Regions from separate parts of the Mus musculus genome. Here all the other regions are linked to region 7. Evidence: chromatin contacts called from public promoter capture Hi-C data. All regions are on one chromosome and are shown on one strand. The core of a region is the stretch at or near the end of the contact, and the rest is flanking DNA. Distances in the headings are between cores, read along the strand shown. Region 1 holds the start of Klf11 (Kruppel-like factor 11). Region 2 holds the start of 2900060N12Rik (RIKEN cDNA 2900060N12 gene). Region 3 holds the start of Kidins220 (kinase D-interacting substrate 220). Region 4 overlaps Gm36287 (a long non-coding RNA gene). Region 5 overlaps Kidins220 (kinase D-interacting substrate 220). Region 6 overlaps Gm36287 (a long non-coding RNA gene). Region 7 holds the start of Rsad2 (radical S-adenosyl methionine domain containing 2).

Region 1 (3,126 bases), core at 290-2,789, 1.8 Mb after region 7:
TTCCTCAGCAGACTCAGAAACATTAAATCACTTGTTATGAGAACTAGGGAGGAGGTCAGGTGAGAGGAACAGCATGAGAAAGCTCAACCATAGTCCAGGAAAGGTGTCTCCTCCTGTATACCATGTCACCTTTACATGCAGGAGTGGGGAGGAAGGGACTGGAACCTAGCCTGTCCAAAAGAGAAACTTAAGCCTACAGACACATATTTCCATACATATTTTCTGAGCTTCAAAACTTCCTGTCTGTCCAGATTCCCCTTCACTGAACAGGCAAAGATATGACCATAGGGGCCAGACAACCTCCTGGAAGGGTATTTTGATTATGAGCCTTCAAGTGGAATCAATGTCCAGCCCCATACTAGGAAAGAATGCGAACGTAGGTTCCCTTGAGTCCATGTAATACTGTGTTCTCACCAGGAACCTGCTCCGCACCACTTCTCTGGCCCCCTACATTTCTATCAGGTTCTGTTGCTCCACACCCTACACCTTCTGACAGAGGTCCCTGCCATGACTTCACTCAGTCCCTGGGCCCAAGCCTGCAAAGTCCCATTTTACCACACCCCTTCTCACTTAGACTCCACCCTTCGCCCAGCTCTACCCTTACCAGCCCATTAAGCTTGGCTGACACACCTCTTCGAACCACACTCTTGCACACTCGCCTATCAAGACACACTATTGCCTTGCTCCTCATTCCGTCGTAACCCCATCCAGGCACTCTGGCCACACCCTCCTGAGATACCTTTACTTTGGCTCCACCCACAGCCCCTCCCACTGCACTCCTACCAGATGCTCTCACCACACTCCCTCCCTTCGGCTTAGCCTTTGCCCCGCCCCTAGATAAACTCTCACTATGCACTCTTACATCGGCCCCGCCCCACAGTCCTACCAGAGGTTCTCACCAAGCTCTCTAGCTTCGGTTCCGCCCTCTTACACTACTACCAGGTGCTTTCACCATGTCCTTCGCCTTGGTCCCATCTAGTTCCCCCAATATCTCCTCCAAGCACGCTTGCCCACGCCCTAGCTTTGGCCACGCCCCCATGCTGCGCCCCAGCTTTGACTCCGCCCCCAAGTTCCCGCCAGCCGCGCCCACATCCAACAGCGGTCCTCCTCTGGATTCGGGTGACGTCATGGCTGGAAATAGCCGCGCCGGGCGGGGCCGCAGCGGACCAGAGACAAAGCTGAAGGCAGGCTGCCGCGCTAACACACCCCCCTCCCCACCCTGACCCGGCCGAGCCTCCGGGTCCCTGTCCGGACCAGAGCAAATCCGCAGCCCCCACCGCAGCGAGAAGTCGCCATCCCTCCCGCGTCCCCCGTCTCGTCCCGCGCTCAGCCCCGTCACTTACCGCGCGCCCGTCGCCGGGGCCGGTGGAGCCCGGCGAGTGCATGGTGCCGTATGGCCTGCAGGCAGCAATGCTGCGAGGCAGGAGCCCTGCGTGCGGCGGAGGCTGCACGTGTGCGGCGGGCGGCGGTGTCCCGAGCGTCTGTTCCCGGCGCGCACCTCCGCCTTCCTTGCCGCGCGGCTCTGCCTCCGCGCGGCCCGGGAGGCGCGGGAGGGGCGGGGCGCCACGGAGGGAGCGGCCCTGGGCGGGGCGCGCGGGCAAACCAAAATACACCGCTCCCTGCTGGGGGCATGGCCTCTGCCGCCAGCCAATCAGCGCCAGGCCGGCAAGAAGCGGGCCAATGGGCGCCGCGGGGGGGCGCGTGATCGGAGCCTGGCTGCGGCGTGATCCGGCGGGGCGGGCGGCGGCACGTGTTTTGGTCCGGGCTAGAGGCGGGGCGTGAGGCCTGGAAAGTAGGGGAAAGGTCCCGGCGGCGGCGCGGCGGCAGTCGACCGCAGTAAGGTCCTCTTCTGCCGCAGGGGCTGCTCGCAGAGGTCGCGCGCTGGCCCCACGCCGTGGACGGATCTGGTAGGCGGGACCCACAGGGACGGCCTCACCCTGTCTCTAATTTCTTTTAAGCTGTCGTTGGCTCTTAGGACCGCATCTCTGCCCAGGAAGAGGCTTGAAAGCTGCTTGGGTTTAGGGACGACATCCGCTTTTTCCTGCATGGCGCCAGATCAAATGCTCTTCCTACTCTAATCTGCCTTCTGCTACAAAAGAACTACAGCCGTGTAGTCAGCCACTCGACATGTACCTAATGAAGCCTGCGCATCCTCCCCAGTGGCCATACAAAGGACACCCACTTGGGGTGTCCTCAGGCCTACGTGAGACCTGACCCAAATCCTGAGTATCCGTTTTTTCCCCTTGGGCCTTTAGGTGCGGTTATTCATGTACACTCATCACAAGTCTTGGAGAGCAGAGGTCAATGCATGCAGTATGTCGTGCCCACCTCCAACCTACAGTGCAGCAATAGGGCACCCCTCTACTAACCCCCTGATGCCTCACTGCAGAGCCTTGAAACTAGTGGAGGTCTGGGAGAATCATTGCTGATATGAGCAGACAGGAGCTGGACATTATGCTGCCTATTTTTATCAGACAGGTGAGCAGGCAGAGAGGCAGGCAGGCAGAGAGCCCTGTCCTTAAGCTGGTAAGGCCTAAGGGTTATAGTTGCAACCCTGATTCCTCAGTTTCACACTGGCTTGACAATGGAATTAAGTGAACCAAAGAAAGGGAGTTTGTTGAAAGTAACAGTAGGAGTGTTTAAAGGTGAATTCACATGTCTAACTACTGGGGCATTTAACACACATGGAGTTAGTCTTCTACTTGGGCCTGTTTAAATTGTTTTTGCTTCATTCCCACACTGAATTTCTGACTCCCCGTGTTCACCCTTACCTATAATGCCTCCGCCCCATCCAACGTCCCTACTGTCTCCTGTTCTCTCCACACGTGGTTTTATGGCGTATGTGTTGGAGAATAATCTCCAGAGTAATATGTTAATAGTATTTGGAGAGGGAGCCTTTGGAGGGTGATTGGGATTAAGGAAGGGTTATGGGGTCTTAAAATTAGAGAGACCAGCTAGTTTGCTCACTCTACCTGACCACGTGACACTCTTGTGTCATAATCCAGCAGGAAGACCCCCTTCACACATACACACACACATATACACACACACATACACACACACACACACACACACACACACACACACACATGTCAGAGGGTGAGCAGAATTAGCCTTCCTGGATTG
Region 2 (3,091 bases), core at 296-2,795, 1.6 Mb after region 7:
ATAAAGGAAAGAAGTCAGATCAGAACACTGAGCAGGACGGTTTAACCCTCCTTTGAGGTAACTCAGTATATTTTATTTTAAACAGTGAAGCACAAAGCCTGGAGCACACAGTGTTCAGCTCAGGTGTCACCTCCAGCTCAAGTCCAGAGAGGAATCTTGTGTTTTACATGCAAACCTTAAGATACCACTAGCAGCTACTCAAGCTGAGCCCATAGCCCTTGGAAGTGCAAACACCTCCAGATCAGAAATAATGTTAGGCTGAATTTCCAAAGTCAATTTCCTTCAGTACTGGAGCTAGACCAGCTATCTAACCATACCCCACCAACAACTTTCCCAGACCTTTCTCAGGACATACTTCCAAAGTTCCTTTGCTCAATAAAAATGGCGCTGCTTTCTCCATCCCAATGCTGTTTATTTCAGTAATCCTGAGGCCCTTTAAACAATCAAATTCGACTGGCCTCATTTAAATGCCAGCCTTCCCTAGTGTCAAAAGCTTCTCTGGGGGTAGGGTGAGGGGGTAGGATGGCTGCTCCTATCCACAGCTGCAACTTTTTCACCAGAAACCCTAGCATCGTGAAGTCACGTTGACTTCTCTTCATAACCTGTCTTCCCCCAAACTGTTGCCTCTCCGTCTATTGAGCCACACTTCAATGCAAACTGTCCCCAAGTGCAGAAGAGCTTAAGCCTCGTCCATCCACGCCGTGTCCTGGGCACTCGGCACCCAAACCATTCTTAGTCTCCCGATAACCCGCAGCAGTGCCAGGTCCACCGGTCCCGGGACTCCCGGGTCCGACGCCCGGTGGCCCGGCAGCGACAGCATGCACGCGCGCACGTCTGTCTAGCCCTCCCCGGCGGGCTGTCGCCGAGCCTCCGCCCGCGCCCACCCCCGCCCGGGCGGCGATGGGAGGCTGGGTGGGCACAGAGGCACCAGCCGGAGCGACAGCCGAGGGGACAAGGCCAGCCGCGCGCCCCCGCCCCGCCGGGCGCCGGGCACGGCGGTCCCGGCCCCAGCCCCCACCCTGCTCCCGCCCGGGTGGCACCGCGGCCGGCAGAGGCGGCCAGGGCACGACGCCCCGGACGCCGGTACCTGATCGATGGGCAGTTGCACGGCGTTGCTGAGGGGCTGCAGCAGGGTGGAGCCCGTGGTGCTGGTGGTGGCCATGGCCGGGCCTCGGCGCTGCGTCCGCTCGCTCCGGCCAGGCGCCGCTTGCTTGCTTGCTCGCTCTGTGCCGAGCTACGCCGAGGATGGGGATGCAGCGGCGCGCCCGCCCCTCGGCCGCCCGCGGTCGGAGCAGCCGCGCGGGGAGGGGCAGTGGGCGGAGTTAGTGGCCCCGCCCACTGCTGGGCGCCCCGCCCACCCAGCCGCGCGGCCCCCTCACGCCGCCGGGCGGCCCGATTTCCAGCAGCTTCCAGAGCCCCCTCCCCACCTCGCGCACTCGTGCGCCAGACAGCTCCGCGGTCCAATGGCGTCGCGGCGCCCCGACTCCCACAGCCAATCAGAGGACGCTGGCCTCGCCGCGCCCCTCCTCCGTGCTGAGGACCCCAGCGAGGGGCTGAGGCTCGACCATGGCTGTCGCCCGAGGGCGACCGAGAGTCAGGCTAGCTGGTGGGGGCGTGTGAGGGCGGCTTTGCCTCCGCCTCTGCTCACTTCCTTTCTCAGGAATGGTGGGCGCCGTCCCCACCCCTCACTGGCAGTGACGGTGGACAACAAAGGGGCTCGGGGTGGCGGCCAGACAAAGAGTTGCAGCGCCGGGGGAAGTTGGGAACAAAGGTAGGGGGCTGGGAGCTTCAGGGAGACGCGCTACAAGAACCCCAAAGCAGAAAGTGCCTTTGTCTCCTGGGCTGCCCAAACTTGCGGAAAGCCGGGTGGTCCTACCTCACCCGCCGCCCACCTGGGCCTGATCGGCCGCGCTGGGACGATGCCCTCACCGCGCATCCAGCTGAGAGGGAAACAGGTCGGACCTGGGCAGCGCCCGAGGGAAAGCCTGGGTAGCCAGCGGCCGGCATGTAAAGGCCCCGCCTCCTCAAAGGAAAGGCTGCTGGTAAGCATCCCTTCGTGCCTGCGAGCCTCTCTGCCAGATGTGAATTCTGCTGTGTCCACACCTCCATTCCAGGAGGGCAGTTAGTGTGTCAGCCCTACAAATGTGATCTCTTACCCTTTAAACTAGCCATGGGAACACCTGGAAAATGCCAGCATCGTCCTCTCAAAATCCAAGGATTTGGAAACTAATATTTAAAGGGGGGCGGGGGTTTAAATGTGCTGCTAACACTGCTTTTAAAGGTAGACTTATGTGAGTCCCCACAACAACCATGTGAGGCAGGTATTGTAACCACCCTCAATCTAGCAAGGAAATTGAATTCCAGAAAAATTACATAACTTAACCAAGAGCTAAATAACAGTGTGTGGGGGGGGGGGGGGCCTGAGATCCAACTAATTTAGCCCCAGTTTTGACCTCTTAAAGACAAGGCCCTCTTCATTCTCAGGTTTAACACCCACTCCAGAATAGCCATCAACTACTAGGTACAGCACTTCCTCAAGGACCACTCTAGAGGCTTCAGTAGTAAGAGCGGGCAAGTAGTGCTTCAGGAAACCTGGCTGTGGACTCAGCTCTCTCTGAAAAGGGGGTTATTGAATTTAGTTGGGATAGTCTCTTGCTGCTAATATTCTCTGGGTGAACAGCTGAGTCCTAGTAAGGTAGTCTTTTAGAGGATGGGGAGAAAATAATTGAGATCTTTCACTCTTAATATTGTGTTCCAACTAGCTGGGACCAATTAGAAATCAAACCTGTCCAATAATCTACTTCCTAAAATAGTCCCAAGTCTGGACCTCTCTATTAATATAACCTTGGATCGAGGACCTCTTTGTCTCTGTCTCCTCCCCCCCCCCCCTTTAGGGACGTGTTGAGAAAGTGTACAGGTGGCTGAACATATAAACTGAAGGGAAAAATTAAAATACCATTTTAAAACCTTAAAAAGTGGGTGTTAGAAACATATTGCAACCTAAAGTAGGCAGCATAAGATACAATCCTAGAACAAATACTGTCTACCAAAGGAATTCTGTGAGGCCAGATTATTCTTTTAGAAAAAGACA
Region 3 (3,129 bases), core at 428-2,927, 1.5 Mb after region 7:
GTGGAAAAGAAATGCAAGACATTACGTTTAACCAAATAGAATTCCCAAAGTTTGAATTTTGGACAGAACAAAATATCCAGAGATAAGGAAAATAATAAACGACCATGTGACTGGGAAAGAAAAACAATGTTAGTGTTGTTGTCATGAACACCAGAGAAAGAGCACCCATGCGTGCAGGGATGGAAGGGAAAGAAAAGAGGAGAGGTGGGAGGAAATGGGAAAGTCTAGGAAAGAAGGCAGCAGGCATTTCGTTACATATGTGTGCCCCTTCCAACCAGCCACCTTAGAATTGATTGGGGCTGTGGGGATACCCTTAAAGAGCTGATAACTAGAGAATGATGTAGTGGCACAGGGGCCTGGGAGGCAGAAGCAGGCTGATCTCTATCAGTTCCAAGCAGACCAGGGCTACATATTAAGAAGACCAGGGAGGGAGAGGAAAAAAAGGAGAAGAGGGGGATGAAGGAGGAGGAGAAAAAGGAGGGAGGGAGGGAGGGAGGGAGGGAGGGAAGGAGGGAAGGTAGAAAAAAATGAAAAAGAGAAAAGAATTTATGGAAACGAGATGCCAAAGATAAATCTGGAAACCATTCTCAGAGTGTTTAAAAGGATTCTCAAACTGGTGTGCAATTATTTGTCTCCTGACCCAAATAGTCCCATTTTTGCAGGCCTGTGGTGAAGCTCAGAAACAAATTTTTAACAAGGACCCCCAAGTCGGTCTGATCAAGTTGACTGACTGTCGTTGTAAAGCTTGAGAACAAAGAACGCACCTTGCCACAGCATTTCCAGTCTTGGCTCTGAACCAGACACCCAACTGCCCTTAAAAATAGATTATGTGTCTTTTCCTTTTACTGTAGACGCTTTGTTTTTTCGTAGCGTCAAAAAGAGAGCGGGGGACTAACCCATCAGAATCACCTCCAAGAGGTTTTTCCTCAGCCACACCCCACACCAAGAAATGGGAAGCTCTGAAAAGCAAAACCGGTGCATTTTTAGCAAGCACCTCTAGGGGGCAGAGAGCTCCACAAACAGTTATTAATGAGAAAATGGTCTAAAATGGTTTAAACGTGAAGACAACCTAGGGAAAAAAAATGTATACAAATCCCCACAAAGCAAACATGGACGCGTTCTATTCGGGGGCTTGCGGGCATCTTGCAAGGCGTTTAAAAGCCTGCACAGGACAATGGGGGCAGTGGGTTCGGCAATTTAGCACAGAAGAAAACAACTTCTCCTCCCTGGAAAGCAAAGCAACCAAGAAGGTAAGGCTCAGGGGCACCGGCTGCGGGACTCACTAAGTGATGGGTGTGACAACAAGGAAAGCGGCCTGGGCCTGGAGTCAGTGCCCACGGGAGAACGCCGCACCGGAGCGCCTGCCTTCCGCGCTTGGCTGCACCGACCTCGCCCGACGCCCGGACGCCCCGCACCCAGCCTCCGATCCCGGCCCCCTCCCCCTCTCCGGTGCCACCGACAGACTCGTCTCCCTTTCCCCTCCCCCCTCCCCCAGCCTCGGACACTGTCGCTCTGCCTCACCCGACCTCTCCGCCTCCGCACTGACCGTGTCACGGCCTGGCCGAAGACGGCGCCCTCAGCTCTGCAGAACAGCGCCGCAGACCTTGTCAGAGGACAAGACGCCAAGAGCACACAGCTATGCCCGCACCACGCCCGGCGGCCATCTTCCTAGGAGTCAGGAACTGACAGGTCACGTGGTCGTGTGGTGGGCGGTGCTCCTTGTGGCCACGCCTCCTGGAGGGGGCAGTGTGGGAGGAGTTGCAGGTGCTGAAGTGGCTTGGACGCCCTTCCCTCTATTTTAAAGGAATGGAAACATTGCTTCTTTGCCTGGTTTGGCTTCAGATGGTTTGGGTTGGGTTAGGTTGGGTTGGGTTGGGTTGGTTTTGATACAGAGTCAAAGTCGCCCAAGCAGGCTTCAAACTTGCTATGTAGCCAAGAATGACCTTTACGCTCCCGATCCTCCTGCCTCCACCTCCCAGCTGACCCAGCTAAATTAGTGTATTTTTCACAGGTGCCCCAGGCAATATTTTTCCCTGTCATTCGCGCTTTTGAAAGTTAATTTATAACCCGTACCTGGCATTATAAGCAATAATTCAGAGAAATAAACAACAATTACAACTTTGGAAGCCATTGCCCACTTTGCAAATGAAAGTCGCTTAGTTCCTCCTTCCAGGGTCCAGAAGTCCGAAATCTGCCTTCTCCATCATCGGAAGAATGCACTGCCTCCGCAGACGTCCATACTGCCTCCTTCCAGCTGAGGACCCCCCGCCCCAACCCCCCAAGGCCCTTCCAGACTTTGCTCTTCCCACCTCTGCAGAAGTATCACCAAATGCTATTAACTGATCCCTGACCACCATCAGCAACCCCATCCTGGCAATATTCCCTTCAAAGGGCCTCCTGACACCCATTTCCTAGTCTTCTTCCAGGCATGGTACTCCTTCCCAGGTTCCACCTACCTTAATTAATTCAGAGTTCCAGAGTTCTGCCCACGGTCAGTCTCATCCCCAATATGGCCGATATTATAGGCTCCCTCCTGATCCATCTCCGGAAGTGAGTGGGACCCCCACAGGAAGTGGAAAGTTATCTCACATATCACCCCATACTGTCTAAGCAGTTCCTGTGTTAATCACTCAGATCTATTTTAAACCTTTTACTCCCCCATGGGCTGCCGACTCTCTCAACTCCTCTCCCTACCCAGAACTCTTCTTATCTGTCAGGACACTAAGCACTTCTCAGTTAAACTCTTCAGTACTGCCCCCCCCATCCGTGGAGCCCGTTCCCCACAGCACCTGGGAGTGAGGCTCTTGGAAGGCGTGCCCTCACAGACCTTGCCCTGTTCTGCCTGCCTTCCCCTTCAAACCCTGCCAGGGCAAACTGGCCAGTATTTTCTGCTAATAGACACACTGGGCTTCGTGGTACACACCTTTGCCCTCAGCACTCAGAAGCAGAGGCAGGGGGAATCTCTGTGAGTTAGAGGCTGGCTGCATAGTGAAACCCTGTCTCAAGAGGAGGAGGAAGAAGAAGAAGATGAAGAAGAGGAAGGAAGGAGAGAAGGGAGGGAAGGGGAGGGAGAATGTTATCAAGGGGTGAGAGAGGTCACTGAAAAGATCTCACTGAAGAGAAATAGCT
Region 4 (2,821 bases), core at 106-2,605, 1.3 Mb after region 7:
TGGAGGAAGGACACCTCGAGGAAGCCAAGCAAGCAATCTTTCCAACCAGATCCACTTGCATGGTGACCATAAACACACACACCACACACACTCAAATAAACTGAAGGGCATTTGATTGACCTCTACAGGGGGAGGGGGCTGGGAGAAGTTCCAGCACACCACAGGAGCACCTGTTGGGTGGAACGCAGGCCTCCAGCCATGTTAAACTGAAGGTATGACTTAAAAACAAAGCATGCCAGGTGTGGTGCATGCCTTAAATCCCAGCACTCTGGGAGGCAGAGGCAGGTGGATCTCTGTGAATTCAAAGCCAGCCTGGTCTACATAGTGAGCTGCTGAATCACCAGGGTTGAGTGTCCTCTAACACTCTGGATGACATTGGGCAGGGATTCGTGGGAACTCCCCCATCTCTCCTGCATGGATAAGAGAGATATTCGTTAAGTGCAGACTTCGCAGTCGGGAGGCAGAGGGTGAGAGGTGTGGATGTGTTTCCTGTGCCTGTAGAATTGAGTACTGACCACGAAGGTCCAAGTGCAGATAGAAAGTAGGACCGAGGCCCAGAGGTCTTCAGCATGGCGGGCAACTGGGGTTGACAGTGACTTGTTACCTATTTTATAAAGAACCAGAGTAGGAAGTTAGAAGATTCTCAACACAAAGAAGGATAACTGTTAAGGACCTAAGAATGCTGATTTGGTCACTGTAGGTTATATGAATGTTAAATTATCATACCATATCCCATACATGTATATAATGATGAGACGTTGATTCAATATTTTATTACGTTTCTTTAAAAACCTTTTAAAAAGAGATAATCATGTGGATCTCAGAAATAGTAAAATATAACACAACAGGGAAATCTCTCCAGCAGCTAGGCCTGGCCAATCCAACCCAGCCCAATCAATGAATGTTCCAGCCAGGTATATAATACAGTAGGGATCCTGCACAGAGTACTCTGGGGACTACCGAGGCCTCACTAGTTCCCAACTGCCCATGTGACTCTTACAGTTTCTAGCAAAGAACATAGACTAAGACTCTGAAATGGTCAGTTCCCTGAACAAATACATGGTGATGGGCTGGAAGACATTCTTCAAGAAGTAAAACTGAGCAAGCCCCCGGGTGGGGGGAGCTAGAGAAGAGAGCTTGAGTCCTGCTGAGCCTGAGTGCCTGCTTCTCATTGCCCTGGAGAAGGAAGCCTCAGCCAATTGGCACTATACAATGACAGTTTAGCCAGGCTCTTCTGTTACAGAGATTGACTCAGAAAGACAGAGGATGGAGCCCAGGGCAACCCCCAAGCCTCTCCCCTCACTGCTCATAACATGAGGGTGTAATGACTGTCCTCTGGCTTGTTTTGGTTTTGGTTTTGGTTTAGAGCTGGCCGGTTGTGTAACCCCAGGGACCCTGAGACTTTGTGCTAGCCAAAGCCATGCTCTCACCATGCCAGCTTTCCTTTGCTGGCCACAGGAGGAGTTTTTAGGTCCTTACTGATGCTCCTATCTCCTGGGTAGTTTATTTTGGCTCTGATCATTAACCGTACCTGAACATAAAATTACCCAGAACAGAAAACGCCTTTGTGCCTCTCCAGACATCATCCTTCCTCCTGGAGTGCTGGAACTGTAGCCTCAGGAGGAAATACTGGAATAGCAGGGCTCTGCTCACTCCTTGGGCTTCCCGATGAGGCAGGGTTCTGCTACATTCTAGCTGAGGCACAGAGCTGGGCCAGTCAGTGGGGATTATAAAGCTTTCTGGAAAATATAGAGACATATCAGCACTTAATCTGGCATCAGCCCACCAGGTTTGTCATCCAAACTAGTCTGGAAACTGAGGTATGGAGATCCCAAGTTCAGTACCAAGCTGGGCTCCAAGCCAGCCTGGGCAACTTGATGAGACCCTGTCTGAAAAGACAGTGAAAAGGAAAACCGGTGACGCTCTGGATGAGCATACTGGCTCCAGATTTAATTCCTAGCCCCTGATCTCTAAATACTTCTGAATGCTCACCATGAATTGGTGGTCTTGATTTCTCCAAAGCCCCCTATTACCTGTGAGCCCAAATAAACTCTTCATATTGTCAAGTATCCCACAGGAAGGAGATAAGTAACAGCTCGAACAGGCTTCCTTCTGGTCACATGAGGCGATGAGAAAGATCTATGTCCTCAGATTATCTGAGCTGACTCCAAGGGAAGGATGCAGAGAGAAGGGACTGTCCTCAGACTCTCCAAGGGGGCTGTCACTTTTCTATGTGCACACTGGCTTCCGTGGGACAACAGCTCCAAAGTTGAACTCTCAAGTCCTACTCAGAAAAGGCCAGCAGTCCCCTGGAAATGGGCTTCCTTCCAGAGTGAGGAGTGGGTGGCTCCTCTCACCTGTGAACTCCTGTCAATCAAGGGGCTCAAACACAGCAGCGTGCAGAGTTGAAATGCCAGCATCCAGGGAATCCTGGAGCCTCCCCCAAGAAATCAAAAGCCCTAACAAAGTTCTGCTTTCTGCAAACTGGAACCTTCCTCATTCTGGTGGAAGCCTGCCTCAGACCTTCAGGCTGAGATGCAGAAGCAACCCCTCAGCTTAATCTTGTGGGCTACTTGCTCCTGGAACACACCAGGGCTACAGAGTCTACAAAGCCGAACCTCCAGCCCCGCCATCTTAGCGCCAACAGTGACTGGACTCGTGGATGTTTCTCAGGACAGAGACCTGGCCTTCCTCATATTTATACAATCGAGTTGGTCGACTGCAAAGAGGCTTTTCTGAGGTGTGTTGGAGAGGGTGTACCTCCCCAGTTAGCCACTTTGCAGACATATGGCCCACTATGCCACCAGTTACAAAGTGATTA
Region 5 (2,776 bases), core at 104-2,603, 1.4 Mb after region 7:
TAAAATGGGGGGTGGGGGGATAACACAGATTTGCAATGAACCTCAACAGAAGCTGTGGGTTCGCTGGACCCCAGGGAAATCAGGACGGGAGACTTAAGTTCAGTTTCTAGTACTGGGCTTTAAGGGACCAGCTGCTTTAGACTGTAGAAACGCTAACAAATGAACAATTAAAAGTACAGATTAGAAAAAAGAAACAGGGGAAGAAAGAAGCAGCGTCAAGAGAGTTTACAATCAGACCACAGGAAAGGCTAGAACCCAGGCACAGAGAGAGGCGAGACCATCTTTTCTCTGGAAAGGAGACAGCATCTGTCTCCTTGAAGAGGTCCCACAGGATGCTGTCAGACTAGAGGAGTGATACCTCCCCCACCCACTAATGCAGCTCTCCTCAAAGGCTGTGGGGCCCCTGTACAGGGGACCCATGTGTCCTGAACTGCACTCTGCAGGACATGATGGTGGTCTGTGCCTTCTCTCCTTCATTCACGGAGTGCCCAGAGCTACATGTATGTGTGTTGTCTCAGGAGATGTGAGGGAAGGAGCAACTGGGGACCCAGCAGTCTTCTATGAAGACAATCATAAAGATATGTTAAAACATTCCCATTCCCACTGGACGGTTTTGTTTGAAAAAGTAGCATTTTTTATAAAAATATTATTTATGCTAGTATATAATTACTTAAAATATTTAGAAACATTTTCAGGTTCTATTTAGCTATTTATAGTAACTTACATATGCAAAAGTTTTCTGGGCCCTGATAATTTTTATTACGTGTGTGTGTGTGTGTGTGTGTGTGTGTGTGTGTGTGTGTGTGTAGGTGAGAGGACAACTTTGAGGAGTTGGTTTTTTTTCCTTAAAGCATGTGGGTCCCAGGGATGGATCACACTCAGGTCACTGGGTTGTAGGAGCATCTTTATTGCTGAGTCATCTTGCCAGCCCAGAGACCTGCCTAAGGCTAAGAACAAAGGCTAAGCTCAAAGGGCTGTGAGAGCCGCAGGCAGGCAGGCAGGCAGTGAGGATGGAAGGGTACAGGAGGAAGCACCTGCAGGGGAGTAAGGAGGAGCAGTTTCTCAGAAAGCTGGAAAGGAAAGGAACTACGTCTGTCGGAACAAAGACACCAAAGGACCAAGTATGAACTGAGCACACTGTAAAGCAATTCTTACAATAGTCAGTATTTAATAATAATAAAAAATGACTTCTTCACTTAAGGCACACAGTATGGAGAAAATTAAAAATATTTTCACTGCCAGACAAAAGCCCTCCCAGGAGCACCCGCCAGGCTTGGTCTTCCCCTCCGTCCAGAGCACAGCTTCCTTGCTGTTACTTCCTCACTGCTCCTCTGCACACTGCTCTGGTTCTCCCCCTCCTTCTTCCTCTTCCCTCCTCCTCACGCATACCCCACTTGTACTTCTGCTTCTGACGCCTGCACACCTCTAAGAATATCCCCACAGAAGACGTGGTACAGGCCTGTGGTCCTACCACACAGGCTGCTGCTGAGGCAGGGGAATCTCTTGAGCCCTGGGGTTGAAGGCCAGCCTGAGCAACATGAGAGAAAGAATAAGTGGGATGCGTAGTGCGTGCTCCTATGTATGTGACTTGGGGAACCAAACTGAAGGTGTCAGTAGGACAGCAGGAAGCTAGTCTTCCATACAGGTGCACTTTGGCTGGTAATTACCATATCCCACAGGAAAATACCAAAAGAAAGGAAAGTTTGCAACCACCCTAACACAGCCCCATCCTCACTCTATGTAGACAAGGCTGGACTCGAACTCAGAGATCCTCCTGCCTCTGCCTCCGGAGTGCTGGGATCAAAGGCGTGCACCATCAGGCCCAGCCCCCCATTCTTACTCTCCTACCATTGTCTTCTGGGACTGCTTTCACTCTTCCTGTCAATTCTGAATAACTTAACTTCCTCTGTATTTTGCTTCTGTATTTCTTCCCCTTCAAAATAAACCCAACTCCTTCAGTAGATGGCCCTTGCTCTTGCCCAGCTGGGTTCTCAAGCAACACTGCCTGAATGAGTGTTTTAATGCACCAGAATATCTGCAGTCTTTATTCTCCAATTATATGAAAAATGACACAAAATAAATACCTGCCAACTCAGATTACTGTGCCGTGGGGCTCCCTCGTCTAGGCCAAGCGTGTTCAGTTCTTCAAAGCTGAAGTTCAGGGTGTAGGGAGTCTGGCTGGAAAGCTCCGTGTGGGGCAGTTCACTGTGAGAAGTGCGGCGAGCAGATTCCCCATGAGCAACGGGGGCACTGGAGTTTTCATTGAGAAAACGTGGGTCTTCGGGGACCACCTGGTTTTCCACACTTCTCATTTCTAAGACCTTGGGAGAAGAAGAATCATTGTTTGCATCGTCAAACCCCATTACAGAGGCTTCAGAGAGCGCTAAAGTACAGGACAGTACTGTTCCTGCAAGAGGGTCAAGAAAGCACACTGCCCACTGCGATGGTCCAGTGACGTTATGCCAAATCTTACCTTAATCCTATTAACAATGCTAAGAGAAGTATCCGCATTTAGTGTACAACTTTTAAAACTTAAAAACCAAAATTCAAGTGGAGTGTGTAAAGAAAGCCAGAGCCAAGCAGAAAGCATTGAGACTTACAATGATAGGGACGCTGACCTCAGTATAGAACAATTCTACTCCAAAACAGCACCAAGTGGATGCTTAAGAGTCAGGGAGCGTGGGGCGGGGAAGGTCAGCTTTCAAGAGATTCTGGGTAAACCAATTTGACAAGATTTCTGAAGACAAGCCGGGTGATGAGACCTCAGCTGGGAGTG
Region 6 (3,243 bases), core at 483-2,982, 1.3 Mb after region 7:
TCCTACCACTGGAGAAGCTGGAATCCACCCCCAAGACCTTTGTCTCCAAGACACATAGATTAATCTTGGAGTAGAGGTCTAAAACAATTGTCCCTCACCAACAGGGCCATTCCAAAGGAAAATGTCATTGCTCATCGTGGCTGTACAACCACAAAACGTACAGTGAGCATCCATAATGATTGCGAGAGAGCACTGGGCTCCTGGCCAAGGTGCCTATTGTCTACTGATCATGCCTCACAACACCAGGACCTAGCCAAGCAAGCAGGCAGTGTGTCCTGTGCTAGTAATTTTATAACAATAGTTCTCCCTGGTGGCACCTCAGGGAGCCTCAGGTGTCCACAAGACACTCTATGAAAACATCTCTGTAAAATAAAGGAGCCAGCTGAGCTAGGAAGGCCATCTCAACTCTAAAGCACTAATCTCTTGTGGGAAGTTCCAAGAGCTCAGAACAAGGCAGAGGTCAGATCTCCTCAGAGGATTCCTGCAAAGAGCTCCGGGGAGATCACAGTTCACCTGCAGAATCCTCATAGCAACCGGGACAAAGGCAACAGACGGTGTGTTCTTCTGCTAGATGACATAGTGCAGGGCTCAGGAAGGCCACAGCAGTCACGAAACCACCAAAACACAGGCTGGGATAGAGAGACATGGGCTGTCAGCCTTCAGGCTGTTGCAGTCCTGAATTCCAGCTCCAATACTACATGAAAAAGTCTAGAATCAGAAACCTTGTCCTTTGGAGGGGACCAGTGAGTCCAACCAAGTAAGATTAAATCCATGCCCCAGGAACCATTCCTCGTGGGCTAAGAAAAGCCAGGCCCTTTATAGTATCCAGGCCTTTCTTAATGCATCCTCACACGGATTGTGGTTTTAGAAGAACTGTTTAGTCTTTTATGGAATCCAGATCAACCAAATCAAACCATTTTTATCTTCCTCTTCTTTTAATAACATCCAAAAAGTAATCAGAATGTTTCTTTCAGTTTTTCTGGAAGCCTCATTCTGTGGGCCAGGTTGACCTCGAGCTCTTGGCAATCCTCCTGCCTCAACCTCCTCTGCACTGAGATTAGGAGCATGTACCACCACACACAGTTTATGCAACACTGGAGCTAGACCTCAGGGCTTCTTCATGCAAGCTAGACAAGCACTCTACCGACTAAGCTACAGCTCAGGACGACCCCCTGTTATCTATATTTGGTGCACAGCAGAACAACATGGTGGATAAAGTCAGATCCCAGAGCCAATAGAGCTTAGGTGCTGGCTTTCTTACCTATGAGCAGCTCTATGCTCCAATATCCTCAGTTGTGAATGAGACAATATTTCAGTTCAGTGCTAGGACCAAGTTGACAATGAAGCACCATCACAGGCAGTTCTTGTTATGACCATTTCCTAGTGCACTCATCCTTGCAAGGGATGAGTGTATCACCCACAGCCTCGAATACCATCAATGACTGGTTCTTCAGTCAGGCAACATTGCATGGCCCCTGTCTCAGAGGACAGCATGCCCAGGAATCCAGAAAAGCTTAAATAGGCAGTTTCCTCCTGGCTGCAGCTCCCCTGATTGAGGAGCAACGAGCATGAGGAGACCATTGCAATGAACGTACAGGCTGGGAGAAGATGGGGGCTGCAGGGCCTCTGAGCACCCGTGTTTCCCCTGTAGTCACCCCAGATGGTCTACAGCTGCCACCTCCAACATTATTACAGGTGCTGGGCCAGGCGCTGAGGCAACAGTTACAGATTCCCAGCCAGAGCTCAGCTGGGCTCTCAGCCCAGACACTCCCCATTTGTGGGTGCTGTGAGGCAGCTCACACTTCAGACACAATGTCTGTGACACAAAGTGGAGATACTCCGGACTTCCAACCAGGACCACACAGGCCTGCACCACACAAGTGGGCTCTTAGGCTCCTAGCAGAGAGCTTGAAAGACACTCTCCCCAGGTAAGAAGACACTGTAGAGACAAGGCATGCTGGGAAGCATGAGATAGAGGACTCCAGAGACAGGTGTCACAAGAAAGAGGCAGCTGGGAGAAGTGCCAGCTGTTTCAACCTTAGTCTCTCAGAGGAACTTTTACAGAGTGACAGGGTTGACACAGGTGATGCACACAGAAGTCACTTCCAGATTCCAAGTACATATCATGTGTGCAAAGAGGCAGCTAAGTGGCCAGACAATCACACCCTCGCCCCAATAAGGCTTTTCTGATGAGCACCTACCTTAGCCCTGTTTAGGTTCATTTAAATGGGTTCTGTCTACCCCTCAGGTCATCACCAGTAATTTCCAAATTGTAATGACCCTAGCTCCATCCCAGACTTTTTTTTACAAAAGATCTGTATCAACGTGGCTCACTTTTATTTCCAAGGTTGGGAGCCAAGGAGGTGAATCAGGAATGGACATACATTTATCAAAGATGGTAGAGGAGAAGAAAGAGCCGTTGAGATTTGAGAATGGAAGGGAAAAAAGAGAAAAAACAGTATGTAGGTCCTGAAGGTGCAGCGTTCAGTAAGTGCCAGGAATGATACACACACACCGTCTCCATTATCCCAAGAAACCTGAACCCAGAAGGCTAACCAGAGGGACCTGTGCTAAGTCACAAAAGCAGGTGGCTTCAGGCTCTAAAGAGCTTCCTCTTTCCTCTGCACAAAGCTCCCTGCTGAGACTAAGGAAGGGGAAGGACAATAAGAAACTTCTGGGCAAAGACACTGGGGAACTATGTTTGCTCAATAATATACTGTGGGCATTGTGTGCACAGGCAACCAAAGCATTTGCCAACTGCTTCCAACGACCATTGTTGGAGAACAGACTGTAGCCAAGGCTGTGCAGTCAAGAGTCCAGCTGGGCAGCACAGGCAGATTATGCAGGGAGAGCCAAGTCCTGGGGCCAGCCCTACTACCCCAGCATGGTAGGACCCACACTCAAGCCATGCATAGTTTCGTGTGTTTCCTTGCCTTCAAATATAATGGAGGGACTAGCTTCTGAAATGCCCTAAGCGCAGATCTAAATGAGACGTGGAGCCATCACCTAAAAACCTTTCAGTTCCAATGATTGCACACATACATGGGTACATACACACATATGCTCACAGAGTAAGAGGCTTGGTTTGGTTTGGTTTGGTTTTTAAGCTTTTGCAAGAGAGAAATCCTGTTGTCACTATGACAATCCTGATGAACTTGGGTGGGCATTTTGCTCCTGCTTCCGTCCCTTCCCTGATACAGGGGTGATAACCTCAAACTGTGAGCCAGTATAAAGCTTTTTCCT
Region 7 (2,946 bases), core at 125-2,624:
AACCTTATTACTGAAACACAGGAGCTTGCCTAGAGGTAAGGCACCAGCCACGTGCTGCAGACAGAGTGTGACTCTCAGGATTGTAGCATTGTACCATACTGGCAAAACTTTAAATGGAGGAGTTTGAGAAATATTTACTCCATATGTCCTTTAATAACATTAAAAAAAGAACCAATTATTAAGGAATCAAGTTTTAAAATGGCTATGCTCACAATCATCCATTGGACGGAGCACAGGGTACCCAATGAAGGCGCTAGAGAAAGTACCCAAGGAGCTGAAGAGGTTTGCAGCCCCATAGTAGGAACATCAATATGAACCAACCAGTACCCCCAGAGCTCCCAGGGACTAAACCACCAATAAAAGAAAACACATGGTGAGACTTGTGGCTCTAGCTGTATATGTAGCAGAGGATGGCCTAGTCAGTCATCAATGGGAGGAGAGGCCCTTGGTCCTATGATGGTGCTATGCCCCAGTATAGGGGAATGTCAGGGCCAGGAATGGGAGTGGGTAGGTTGTGGAGCAGAGGGAGGAGGAGGGGATGGGTGATTTTCGGAGGGGAAACTAGGAAAGGGGATAACATTTGAAATGTAAATAAAGAAAATATCTAATAAAATATATGTTAAAAAGTAGCTTAAAAAAGAATATAAAGTTGGGTGGGTAGGGAGGTGGAGAGCATCTGGAAGGAATGGAAAAGAAGAAAACATGAGAATATATTGTATTATTGTATTATTATATTGTATTCAATAAAAAGGTTTTAAAAACATAAAATGACTAAATTTACTTTGCCAAATTTCTCTGTTGTGTTTGCCTGGAATATACCAGTCTTGAGTCCTTTTGAGAATGTTGCCAGGCACTGTCAAGGTCAACATACAACTGACTTGCTACATACCAAGCTATAAACATACCAAGTTACAAAACTCTAGGGTTTTGGTGAGTTTGTTTTGTTTTGTTTGTTTGTTTGGGGGTGGGTGGGCGGGGAAAGAGCAGAATATTTAAAAATTGTTGAGTGTGCATAGATAATCGTTGTAAGAGGCTTAATGCAAATATTTTGTTTGTTTGTTAAAATAACAGCCTGCAAGGATGCAGCTATATGTCTGTCTGTAAGAAACTTGTTTCAGAAACTCGTGGCTGCTGGAATTCTTGCAGCGTCATCAGGACAGATGTTTACAGGGGTTATAGGGGCAGCCGGAAGCCAAGGAAAGGCAGTGAGTTGGCCTGCGCGTCCTAAGGTTCAGTCTTGGCTCTGGTCCAACTTTCATTTTCAGAAAACAGAAACTCTGTTTAACTGAGTCAAGGGAGGTGTTTCCCTCCTCCTTGTGACACAGTGATCAAATGCTTGGGGGCGTGGCTAGCTGGGCCACAGTTTATAAGCCCTTACAGGCAGCAGCAGGTGTGTGCCTATCACCATGGGGATGCTGGTGCCCACTGCTCTAGCTGCTCGGCTGCTGAGCCTGTTCCAGCAGCAGCTGGGTTCCCTCTGGAGTGGCCTGGCCATCCTGTTCTGCTGGCTGAGAATAGCATTAGGGTGGCTAGATCCCGGGAAGGAACAGCCACAGGTCCGGGGTGAGCCGGAGGACACCCAGGAGACCCAGGAAGATGGGAACAGCACTCAGCCCACAACCCCCGTGAGTGTCAACTACCACTTCACTCGTCAGTGCAACTACAAATGTGGCTTCTGCTTCCACACAGCCAAGACATCCTTCGTGCTGCCCCTGGAGGAGGCCAAGCGAGGACTGCTTCTGCTCAAACAGGCTGGTAAGTTCCTGGACCAGACAGAAGCCAGGATGGTCCAGGACAGTTGTGCATAGGATAGGCATGGGAAGGGCTCCATGAAAATTTGCCACACCAGGGAACAGGCAGATTTGCATGAATGAGAAAGGAGCACCAGGGAGCCAGGAAGGACCTCCAGGCTGGGAGTTGGCCTGGCCAGGACCATGGAACTCACTCTTGTTGGCAGAGGTGTGTGGTCAGTGACCCCTATTCATCCTTGTGTTTGGAACAGAGTTCTCCCAGAGAAATCTGATTTCCAGAAACACTAAGTGAGGAAGGGGTGGGTGTGTGGAGACCCAAGTCCTCTATGTAAACAACCTGGCAGAAGTTTCACCCTGTTCCATCTGTATTCATTGATGGAAACTTCTCTCTCTCTTTAAAAAACAATCTGTGTGTACACATGATGTGTGTGTGTGTGTGTGTGTGTGTGTGTGTGTGTGTGTGTGTGTGTGTGTGTGTGAGAGAGTTTGTGTATTCATGTGTATGTGTCTCAGTCTGCTGCTGGGTACAGCAAGTCTATGAGCATCATAGGACAATTTCAGGTGTTAGTTCAGTCTTAGCCTTGTCAAATCCTGTTTGAGACAGGATTTACCTTTGGTTCGCTGCTAATGTACAATATTGATTAGCATTCAATCCTTGCAGATTGTCCTGTCTTTCCTCCCATCTGGAAGGAGGAGGGCCAGCAGTACAAACTCCCACTACCATGTTTCAGGTTCACTTGGGTGTTGGGGATCTAAACACACATTCTCAGAGCTGTCCAGCCTGTGTATTACACACTGAGCCACCTCTCCAGCCCCATGGGAGCCTTAAAATATTTTCGACAGGTGTGTTATGGGATTTTCTTCCCAAGACTTGCTGTCGTACTCTATCAACCAGTCTCAGGTATGCATTAAGCAGTGAAGTTCAAATACAGCATCTTCTCCTCTGAACCTCCCCTTCCTCCTTCCCTCCCTTCCGCCCTTCTACTCTTTCCAGAACACCTGCTCACCTAGAGACTACCTTATCTTTCTGGCTACCCTTTAACTGAAGCACAGCAGATGTGTCTAGGCGGCAAGCATGCTAGCTGCACTTCCAGCTGACTCACTCAGCCAAGAATTCTCCCTGGAGCACAGCTGGGAAAGAGAAAAGTCATTGGCCAGTGCTCCAGGTACACTCTGGCCTCCAGTCACCACACTG

What was found. Promoter capture Hi-C pulls out the DNA fragments that hold promoters and counts their contacts.
Region 1: a contact with region 7 is called in a promoter capture Hi-C map of pre-B cells. The contact joins the promoter of Klf11 here to the promoter of Rsad2 in region 7. A contact is called at or near these places in 5 of 39 promoter capture datasets (hematopoietic stem and progenitor cells, hippocampal neurons, liver and 1 more), 1 of 484 Hi-C or Micro-C datasets (regulatory T cells), 1 of 115 datasets of contacts at active chromatin or transcription factors (large pre-B cells) and 1 of 9 other capture datasets (bone marrow-derived macrophages).
Region 2: a contact with region 7 is called in a promoter capture Hi-C map of pre-B cells. The contact joins the promoter of 2900060N12Rik here to the promoter of Rsad2 in region 7. A contact is called at or near these places in 4 of 39 promoter capture datasets (hippocampal neurons, liver, neutrophils and 1 more), 1 of 484 Hi-C or Micro-C datasets (Th1 cells) and 2 of 115 datasets of contacts at active chromatin or transcription factors (regulatory T cell precursor and thymic regulatory T cells).
Region 3: a promoter capture Hi-C map of pre-B cells shows a contact between it and region 7. The contact joins the promoter of Kidins220 here to the promoter of Rsad2 in region 7. A contact is called at or near these places in 12 of 39 promoter capture datasets (the 3T3-L1 cell line, 3T3-L1-derived adipocytes, the C10 cell line and 7 more), 1 of 115 datasets of contacts at active chromatin or transcription factors (large pre-B cells) and 2 of 9 other capture datasets (bone marrow-derived macrophages and macrophages).
Region 4: a contact with region 7 is called in a promoter capture Hi-C map of liver, with 2.3 times the contacts expected there. The contact joins the enhancer-like site here to the promoter of Rsad2 in region 7. A contact is called at or near these places in 5 of 39 promoter capture datasets (hippocampal neurons, liver, pre-B cells and 1 more) and 1 of 9 other capture datasets (macrophages).
Region 5: a promoter capture Hi-C map of stem cell-derived epiblast-like cells shows a contact between it and region 7, with 4 times the contacts expected there. The contact joins the enhancer-like site here to the promoter of Rsad2 in region 7. A contact is called at or near these places in 12 of 39 promoter capture datasets (the 3T3-L1 cell line, the C10 cell line, embryonic stem cells and 7 more), 2 of 115 datasets of contacts at active chromatin or transcription factors (large pre-B cells and memory CD8 T cells) and 1 of 9 other capture datasets (macrophages).
Region 6: a promoter capture Hi-C map of the HPC-7 cell line shows a contact between it and region 7, with 5 times the contacts expected there. The contact joins the enhancer-like site here to the promoter of Rsad2 in region 7. A contact is called at or near these places in 5 of 39 promoter capture datasets (the HPC-7 cell line, hippocampal neurons, liver and 2 more), 1 of 115 datasets of contacts at active chromatin or transcription factors (large pre-B cells) and 1 of 9 other capture datasets (macrophages).

Annotation. Positions count from the first base shown.
Region 1 is chr12:24,649,784-24,652,909 of GRCm38.p6, reverse strand. It overlaps Klf11 (Kruppel-like factor 11), which reads right to left and starts at 1,539. Exons shown (of 4, transcript NM_178357.3): 1 at 1,344-1,539. The coding sequence starts at 1,385.
Region 2 is chr12:24,829,771-24,832,861 of GRCm38.p6, reverse strand. It overlaps 2900060N12Rik (RIKEN cDNA 2900060N12 gene), which reads left to right and starts at 1,545. Exons shown (of 3, transcript NR_166876.1): 1 at 1,545-2,042. Mboat2 (membrane bound O-acyltransferase domain containing 2) reads right to left here and starts at 1,263. Exons shown (of 13, transcript NM_026037.3): 1 at 1,088-1,263. The coding sequence starts at 1,162.
Region 3 is chr12:24,973,480-24,976,608 of GRCm38.p6, reverse strand. It overlaps Kidins220 (kinase D-interacting substrate 220), which reads right to left and starts at 1,677. Exons shown (of 32, transcript NM_001081378.1): 1 at 1,547-1,677. Gm36236 (a long non-coding RNA gene) reads left to right here and starts at 1,012. Exons shown (of 2, transcript XR_381341.3): 1 at 1,012-1,250; 2 at 1,496-3,129.
Region 4 is chr12:25,142,170-25,144,990 of GRCm38.p6, reverse strand. It overlaps Gm36287 (a long non-coding RNA gene), which reads right to left. Exons shown (of 9, transcript XR_003950180.1): 3 at 1,532-1,739; 4 at 1-604. Among named protein-coding and RNA genes, the nearest start is that of Gm36287, 4.0 kb to the right of the region's middle. Within about 2 kb of position 1,355, at least 54 of the 459 cell types and tissues checked have an H3K27ac peak or open chromatin away from gene starts, as enhancers often do. A contact at or near this core is called in liver, where this site is marked.
Region 5 is chr12:25,053,343-25,056,118 of GRCm38.p6, reverse strand. Kidins220 (kinase D-interacting substrate 220) reads right to left here. Exons shown (of 32, transcript NM_001081378.1): 31 at 2,085-2,321. Among named protein-coding and RNA genes, the nearest start is that of Id2, 41 kb to the left of the region's middle. Within about 2 kb of position 1,353, at least 79 of the 459 cell types and tissues checked have an H3K27ac peak or open chromatin away from gene starts, as enhancers often do. A contact at or near this core is called in embryonic stem cells, hematopoietic stem and progenitor cells, pre-B cells and 1 more, where this site is marked.
Region 6 is chr12:25,177,445-25,180,687 of GRCm38.p6, reverse strand. All of the region lies in intron 5 of Gm36287 (a long non-coding RNA gene), which reads right to left. Among named protein-coding and RNA genes, the nearest start is that of Gm36496, 12 kb to the left of the region's middle. Within about 2 kb of position 1,732, at least 62 of the 459 cell types and tissues checked have an H3K27ac peak or open chromatin away from gene starts, as enhancers often do. A contact at or near this core is called in the HPC-7 cell line and liver, where this site is marked.
Region 7 is chr12:26,454,880-26,457,825 of GRCm38.p6, reverse strand. It overlaps Rsad2 (radical S-adenosyl methionine domain containing 2), which reads left to right and starts at 1,374. Exons shown (of 6, transcript NM_021384.4): 1 at 1,374-1,755. The coding sequence starts at 1,407.